Regions from separate parts of the Mus musculus genome. Here region 1 is linked to region 2. A link is a contact called in public HiChIP or PLAC-seq data. All regions are on one chromosome and are shown on one strand. The core of a region is the stretch at or near the end of the contact, and the rest is flanking DNA. Distances in the headings are between cores, read along the strand shown. Region 1 has its middle 37 kb from the start of Pitpnb. Region 2 holds the start of Pus1 (pseudouridine synthase 1).

Region 1 (3,788 bases), core at 525-3,024, 510 kb before region 2:
TCCTCCTGTGAGTGCCCAGTTTTCCTAGCAAGTATTTTCGCGTCTTTATGAGAGATCAAGTAGCTGTATCTGTGTTTTGTGTCTGGATCTTCCGTTCTGTTGCACTGGTCGGTCAGTCAGTTAGTCTGGGCGCCAGTACTATGCTGATTTTGTTACTGAGGCACTGAGGTTCATCTTAAAGTCAGCCATCTTTTAATCCTGGGGTGATGTCTGTCCTTGATGCTAAGGTGTGTTTTTTGGCTGCAGCAGCAGGATGGCTTCTGTCTTTGTATCCATACTGCTAACCATTGATACTGAGAGAGATCAATGAGCAGTATTTATTGATTCCTATTATTTTGGTGTGTGTGTATATGTGCACGATCAAGGGCACGTTTGTATTTGGGTGTGTTTAGCCTCTTTAGGTTGAAATTTTCCTCTAGTCCCTTCTGTAGTGCAGGATTTATCATTTTTTTTTTAAAAAAAAATCTTGGAATGTCTTATTTTCTCCATTTATAGTGATTGAATATTTTACTGGTTATAGTAGTCTGCGCTGGCATCTGTGGTCTCTTAAGAGTCTGTAGTACACCTCTAGGCCCTTCTGGCTTTCAGAGTCTCCACTGAGAAGTTGTTATTCCAATAAGCCCAACTTTGTATATTGCTTGATCTTTTCCCCTTGCATCTTTTGATCCCCTTGCTTTGTTTTGTACGTTTACTGTTTTGATTGTTATGCCCCAAGGGAACTTCTTTTATCTTCTCCTGTCACCTTTTCCCTTGCCTTATTTGCTAGGTTTTACTTACAACACCATCTTCTGTCAGCGAATGTGTTGATACCTAAGAATGTTTCCTTTTTCCTAATTCCCTGTCAGTCCTATTTTACAGTTACATTGTTGGTTCAAAAAAGAAAATAGCTGTGTTCCTGAAAGCTTCGTCCAGGGGCTAAAGAGCCAGGTGGCTCGGTGACTAGGGGCACAGGCTGCTCTTACAGAGGACCTGGACTTGACTCCCAGCACCTACTTGGTGGTACATAACTATTTGTAACTCTGGTCTCGGGGAACCTGACACCCTCTTTTTACCTCTGTGTGCACTGCAGGCACATGGTGCACAGAGATACTTGTAGGCAGAACCTATACACATAAAATCAATTAAAAAAAAAGTCTGACTTGGGCAAGACCCTGCCTGGCAGAGCAGAACTAAAATTTATCCCCATCCTGGTGTCTCAAAGGGCTGGCCATGAGCTCTGCTTCTATGAGTCGATTCAGAAGTTTTTTTTTTTTTTTTTTTTTAAAGATTTATTTATTTATTTATTTATTATATGTAAGTACACTGTAGCTGTCTTCAGACACACCAGAAGAGGGCATCAGATCTCATTACGGGTGGTTGTGAGCCACCATGTGGTTGCTGGGATTTGAACTTCGGACCTTCAGAAGAGCAGTCGGGTGCTCTTACCCACTGAGCCATCTCACCAGCCCCAGAAGTTTTTATTTAATATAACTGTATTGAGGATATTTATGCAGCGGGGAGTATTATCCCCTGAAGCCCAAATGTACAATTGCTACCAATGTAATAACTCCGCTGGCCTGGGTGAGGTCACCCGAGGCATAAAGATCCGCCTAGATGATACCACGTCCCTTTAGTGTGTTTGGACCAGATGTTTGGCCTAGTTCTCTGGAAAGGACAGAAGGCTTTCGTTCCCTCTCTGCTTGCAGTCCTGCCGGAGGCTGCATGCCTGAGAAAGCAGAGAGCATCCAGGGAGAAGACACCACACTGTGGTGCTAAAAAGCATAAATATCTGGTGGTAAAGAGTATGCGGGAAGCTTCCTGCTCAGCAGGTATCCTGTGCAGCCTGCCTGAGGCTCTGCACTGTGGGTCTGGGCACTCAATTCTACTACAGCTGTGGCAGCCAGTTACAGCTGTAATTAGTGCCTTAAAATGTTATAGGCCTGTTTGCCATCAGGAAGTGGGGCAGGGGATTCAGTTCAAGGCTAGCCTGGGCTACATGAGACCTTGCCTCAAAAGAAAAATGTAAGGGAGGGAGGGGGACAGAGGGGAGAGTAAGGAAGCATCCTGAGAGGCATGCTTCACACATTCTGCACTGCTGTCGCTGGGCAGGCTTTGGTTTTCAGTACAGTCACACTGTGAAGTGCACAGCAAACTTTATGTGCTCGGCCCTAGCAACACCCACCAGTCAATGCTTTTAGGTTTCTATATCTGAGGACATTTATAGATGATCCTTTAAGGCCAGCACTCTGACCCCTTTGGAATATCAGCATGTATGTTCGCCAGCATGTCAGTAACGCACACATCCATTTCAAAGTTGTCTTTGCTTTTTTTCTTTTCTGTTGGCATTTGTTTTGAGACAGGGTCTCATATAGCTCTATGTTAACAAGGCTGGCTTTGAACTTCTAATCTTGTCTCTACTTTCCAGTGCTGGGATTACAGGCAGTGCTACCATGCCATACTGTTTTCTTATGGGGCAGGGGCAGTGGACAGAGTACTTGCTGCTCTCGCAGATGACCCAAGTTCAGTTCCCAGTACCCATGTTAGATGGCTCACACTGCCTGTCACTTTAGCTCCAGGGGATCCAACACCCAACACCCAACACCCTCTTCTCTCCTCCACAGGCAATGCCATCTATTTTTTCTTAGATATTATCTTTATATACATTTCAAATGCTAACTTTTTTTTTTAATCTACAAAAAAGGGCAGGGTTTTCAAGGCCATTATTTCTGTTTGTAATAGCATGGGTCTCTCCTTTTTTTACACTTTCTACTTTTGGGGGGACAATTTGAACATGATATTTTACTTTTTTTGTTTGTTTGTTTTTTTTCGAGACAGGGGTTCTCTGTGTAGCCCTGGCTGTCCTGGAACTCACTCTGTAGACCAGGCTGGCCTCGAACTCAGAAATCTGCCTGCCTCTGCCTCTCAAGTGCTGGGATTAAAGGCATGCACCACCACGCCTGGCGATACCTTATTTTTATATTTTCTAAATAATAGGAAAGACAGAGCATCTGGCTCTTGGATGGCATCTGGCCTTTAGTTTTAGAAACTGTCGGCTGAGCTGAGGGTGGGCGCCCACAACTGCCCTTTGTCCCTGGCTTCGCCTCCTCTAGTTTGGATCTTTCACATCTTTTCTAGATGAAGATTAGTTGCCGAATGGCCACCCTTTTCATCAGGAAACAGCTGGGGCGTGAGAGCAAGCAGGACTGTAAGGTGCTTAGTGACACTGCTGTGATTCTGTCCCCAACATCCCCTCATGGCTGTCTGGTGCCGAGGTGGGAGAGAGTGTCTGGATCCTTCCTGTGCCCTCAACGTGATGCTCCTCCCCAGAGGCTCAGGGCAGCAGCCAGCCAAAGATTGGAACTCACCTGAAAGACGAAATTGCCTGTTCTCTTTGTAAAAGGATCTCTCCCCCCCCCCCTCTCTCTCTCTCTCCCTCTCCCTCTCCCTCTCCCTCTCTCTCTCTCTCTCTTACAGTATCAGCAAGCTAGCAAGATGTCACACATCTGCCAGTGTCCTACTGTGCCTTGAGCTCAGCCTCTGTAGCTGCTGTGCCTCCTCCTCCTCCTCCTCTCTCTTCGGGAGCTATGCTTCTGCCTCCTGGCTGCCTTCCAGTTTGACCATGCGAGGACTTTGCGTTTCTCCTATGCAGTGTCTCATGTTCAATGCACATGAGCATTTCTGGGCATGCGTGCTCCTCGTATGGCTTCTGACGTATCTCTGGTTACAGCGCCCCTCCTGCCCATCCCATCAGCCCTGTGCTTCTGACAGCCCGAGCTGTTCTGAGCTGCAGCCTCTGCTGCTTTCTTGAT
Region 2 (3,957 bases), core at 531-3,030:
GTTCTATAGATTGATGGAGAAAAACAAATTTACGACAGGGGTCTGGAGAAAGGTGCAGTGCCAGAAATGTCTGTAGCACTTTTACAGCACAAAGGTGACTCAGCCTTCTGGGCAGAAAACAGGGTTTGCATTTCCTTCCCTTGAAGGAATAACCATGCGTGTTTAACTTTCTGGATTCTGCTAGTATTTATCTGTGAGCACAAAGACCTTCATGCCTCCCACATCTAGGGACCTGCATGGTTGCTTCCATGACACGCTCATATCAAAGGGAGAGGCCACACCTAGACAGCAGACACACACATCAAGGCTTTCTGTAGCAAGGTGAAGGAAGAGATACTGGGGTGGAAGGACTTTCCGTGGGGGCCCTTCCCCAGTACGTGCGGAACCAGGGTGGAGTGAACTATCTGGAAGTCTTCAGCACAGGCAGTTCCTTCTTCCTGTTAGCCCTTCTTCCCCAGGTCCCTTTGTGAGGCTTTGCCTCCCAACGCCCAGTGGGATCCCAATTGAATAGGGATCACAGCCAAGACCCATAAGGCTACTGATTCCTGGTTTTGTTTCTACTACTTTCTGTTACCAGACATCCCTGTGGTTTCCCTAACTGTAGACTCCAGAAGTGTCAATGCTGGCCCCTATTACTCTACCTATAGGAAGGAGCAGGTTCTGAGCTAGGTTGGCCACACTGTGGCACACTGCTGCCCCTGGGCCTTTGCACTGGTCCCTAGTCCCCTTGGATTATGTTTTTCCCCCTGCATACACATGAGGCTCCCTATCCCATTTCAAGCTGTGGTCACCTCAAGTCATGGTCCTCAGAAGTGTCCAGCCCAGTTCCCCAAGTCTCCGTGTGTGGCTTTAAACCTAATGAAGCCAAGAGTCTGAGCAGGGGAGTATCCCGGGTCAGCCAGATGGGTGTAGGAAGGACGAGCGGCTGCAAGGATGGAAGCAGGGATTGGCAAAACTCCTCATCTCTGGAAGAGTGACAAAGGTACATACATTCTCAAAGGTGAGAATGCTCAGGGTGAATCAGACAGCCTGAAAATGGGGGGAATGAAGTCACAGAGAAGGAACTGGGGCTTAGGTGCCCATGGCTGCATGTCCAGGTTTCATGTTGTTTGTGCATCACTCTTTGGCAAAATTAGAAAAATAAGAGTAACGTGTGAAGTCAGATGTGGTGACTCACATTTGTAATCCCAGCTCTTGGGAGGCTGAGGCTGGAGGGTTGCCAAAAGTTGGAGGACAGGAGCTGTGTATGGTGGTACACACCTTTAATCCCAGCATCTGGGAGGATATATACGAGAGAGATTTCCAGGCGGGTCAGGGCTACATAATGAGAAGGTTTTATGTCATTAAACACAACAGCGTCCGGAAATTGGAGCAGCTTCTGGAAATAACAAATGCTGGGAAACTTGATGGTCCACACACCACAAAGCCAGTGGTGTAACTGCGAGAGCATCTGTGACCTCCCAATGCCAGGGTTGGTGCCATGGGCCAGGCAAGGGCCTGCTCAGTAGCACTGAGTCGGTGCTGGGACTATCTATGCATCTGCAGTTATTACCTGCTGAGTGGCTCCCTGGTGCATTCCTAACCTGCACATTTTAATGAGGTTGTTTCACTTTTCAAGCCACGCCGACGTAGAGCCTTTCCCCTCTCTGGAAAACGGCATCTAGACTGGCTTGGATCCTGGTGGGAAGCCCCACCCACTGGGTCCACCCCGCTAGGCGCGTCCCAGAAAGACTTTTGTCCGCCTTCGGCCGCCTTCCAACGTTGCCCGCTTCCGCCTTCGTGCACGTGGTCAGCTTCGGGGGTTCCGCGGCGCCGTGAGTGGGTCCGGCGGGACTTTCCTCCCTCCTCGAGCGCGCCGGCTGCGCGATCTCTAAGGACGGGGTGGTGGTGTTGGATGGGGGTGGGCAGGGGCTGCGGGGGTCACAGGTCAGCCTAGGATCTGGGGCGCCGCAGGGTCAGAGCCAAGACATCTGGAAGACAGGGCAGGGATTTCGGGGCTGCAGAGTTCGGAGGGGATCGCTGAGGTCCGGGGTCGGTGCCCGCCACCCCGCAGCGCATGGGCTTCCCCCGCCTGTGGGCCGCACTGCTGAGAAACTGGGGACGGTGGACGGCGCGCCCAGGCCCGCGCGTGCCCGGGTAAAGACTTCCGCGACCTCTGTACTGAGACCTCTGTACTGAGAACCCAAGACTGTCCTGAGCTGTCTGCCTCTCCTTGCTTACCTGTGTCTTGTTTCCATCGCTGCCTTGTACTGCCCCGCCAGAGCACTGCCTCCCTGTGTGTCCAGTTCAAACTCCGCCCGAGTTGCCGCTGTTGTCCAACCTCAGTCACTCTTGTCATTGATGAACCAGGCTGGTTGGTTTGTCTTTGGGCAAGGTCTTTCAGAGACCGCTGAGGCAGGCAGAGCAGGGTTCTGTTTTTTTTTTTTTTTTTTTTAAACCGCTTTTACCACCTTGGTCACTCATGCCTGTTTTTCTCAGCCTGCCGCCTATGGCTGGAAACAAGGTGCCACCAGCGCTGGCCTCACACCAACCGGACAGGAAGGGCCGAGGTGGCTGGGTCTGGGAGGAGACGGAGCATCCTGCAAAGAGGGTCAAGGGCGGCGAGGATGAAGAGCCCCCACGCAAGCTGCCAAAGCGAAAAATTGTGCTGCTCATGGCCTACTCGGGCAAGGGCTACCACGGCATGCAGGTGAGGAGGGCTGCGGCTAGAAGCCCCTACCTGAGGCAGCCCTTGGTTCCCTGATGCTACTCAGAGCCAGGCCCATCCCAGGAAACAGTAAAAAAAAAAACAAAAACAAGCAAAACAAAAACCAAAAATCCACAGAATCCTCCGTAAGAGGTTTGGGTGGTTTTCTTCCACTATGGGAGCTGATTCACATGTGACCTTGGGAGCAGTGAGTCTTCATTGTTAGGGTGCTGCCTGCACAGTACCTGGGGAACTGTGTGACATGGGCAGATTTACTGAATGTGGGGACCAGATTGCTGCCAGGTGCTACCTGTTCAGCATCCTGAGGGGCCAGGGGCAAGCTAGGTTCTCTCTCTTATGAAAGCATCCTTCCCACCCCCAGTGTGGGTAGAATCTTGTTCATTCTTGTCACCTCTGCTGTTGACATTTCCTTTTAAAAAAAAAATTGGATATTTTATTTACATTTCAAATGTTATCCCCTTTCCCTGTTTTCCCCACTCCCGGAAACCCCTATCCCATCCCCCCTGCTTCTATGAGGGTGTTCCTCCACCCATCCCACTCCCACCTCCCTGCCCTCGATTCCCCTACACTGGACTGGAGCATCTATCTAGCCTTCATAGGACCGAGGACCTTTCTTCTCATTAATGTCTGACAAGGCCACCCTCTGCTACATATGCAGCTGGAGACATGTGTACTCCTTGGTTGATGGCTTAGTCCCTGGGAGCTCCAGGAGGTCTGGTTGGCTAATATTGTTCTTCCTATGGGGTTGCAAACCCCTTCAACTCCATTGTTTGAATTTGTAATTTTCTCTAAGACAAATTTGAACCTTTTAATTTCTTCGGTGTATATGGGTGGTTTGCCTGCCTGCTTGTCTGTGTGCTGTGTGCACGTTCTGCTCACAGGCCAGGAGAGGGTGTACCATCCCCTGGGGCTGGAGTGACAGGCATTTGTGAGCTGCCATCTGGGTGCTGAGAATCAAGTCCAGTCCTCTAGAAGAGCTGCCAGTGCTCTTAACTGCTGAGCCGTCTCTCTGGTCACTTTCCCCACTTTTTAAAACCTTGATCTTGAGCCACAGGGTGGAGTTCGTTGCTGTGAGGTGTCCAACCAGAACAGTGGCTCCGGAACGGAGTCTGACCAGACATTATGGTGACTTTGAGAATGAATGACAGCGGTGTCATGTAGCCCGACTGGGATGGTGCTGCATAGCCGGTCTTCCTGGCATCCGGGAAGTTGCTGCAGGAGGATTGCCAAGTTCAAGGATAGTCTGGGCT

The links. HiChIP or PLAC-seq counts read pairs in DNA pulled down with a chosen protein or histone mark.
Region 1: a contact with region 2 is called in an H3K4me3 HiChIP or PLAC-seq map of embryonic limb bud, with 6 times the contacts expected there. The contact joins the enhancer-like site here to the promoter of Pus1 in region 2. A contact is called at or near these places in 8 of 39 promoter capture datasets (the C10 cell line, cranial neural crest, frontonasal cranial neural crest and 5 more), 12 of 115 datasets of contacts at active chromatin or transcription factors (the NIH/3T3 cell line, bone marrow-derived macrophages, embryonic basal ganglia and 9 more) and 2 of 9 other capture datasets (adipose tissue and liver).

Annotation. Positions count from the first base shown.
Region 1 is chr5:111,291,722-111,295,509 of GRCm38.p6, reverse strand. No RefSeq gene overlaps it. Among named protein-coding and RNA genes, the nearest start is that of Pitpnb, 37 kb to the left of the region's middle. Within about 2 kb of position 1,774, at least 7 of the 459 cell types and tissues checked have an H3K27ac peak or open chromatin away from gene starts, as enhancers often do. A contact at or near this core is called in embryonic limb bud, where this site is marked.
Region 2 is chr5:110,778,419-110,782,375 of GRCm38.p6, reverse strand. It overlaps Pus1 (pseudouridine synthase 1), which reads left to right and starts at 1,780. Exons shown (of 6, transcript NM_019700.4): 1 at 1,780-2,136; 2 at 2,479-2,689. The coding sequence starts at 2,057. It overlaps Gm26515 (a long non-coding RNA gene), which reads right to left and starts at 2,483. Exons shown (of 2, transcript XR_389515.4): 1 at 2,221-2,483; 2 at 1,312-1,870. Gm15559 (predicted gene 15559) reads right to left here. Exons shown (of 2, transcript NR_152254.1): 2 at 3,116-3,957.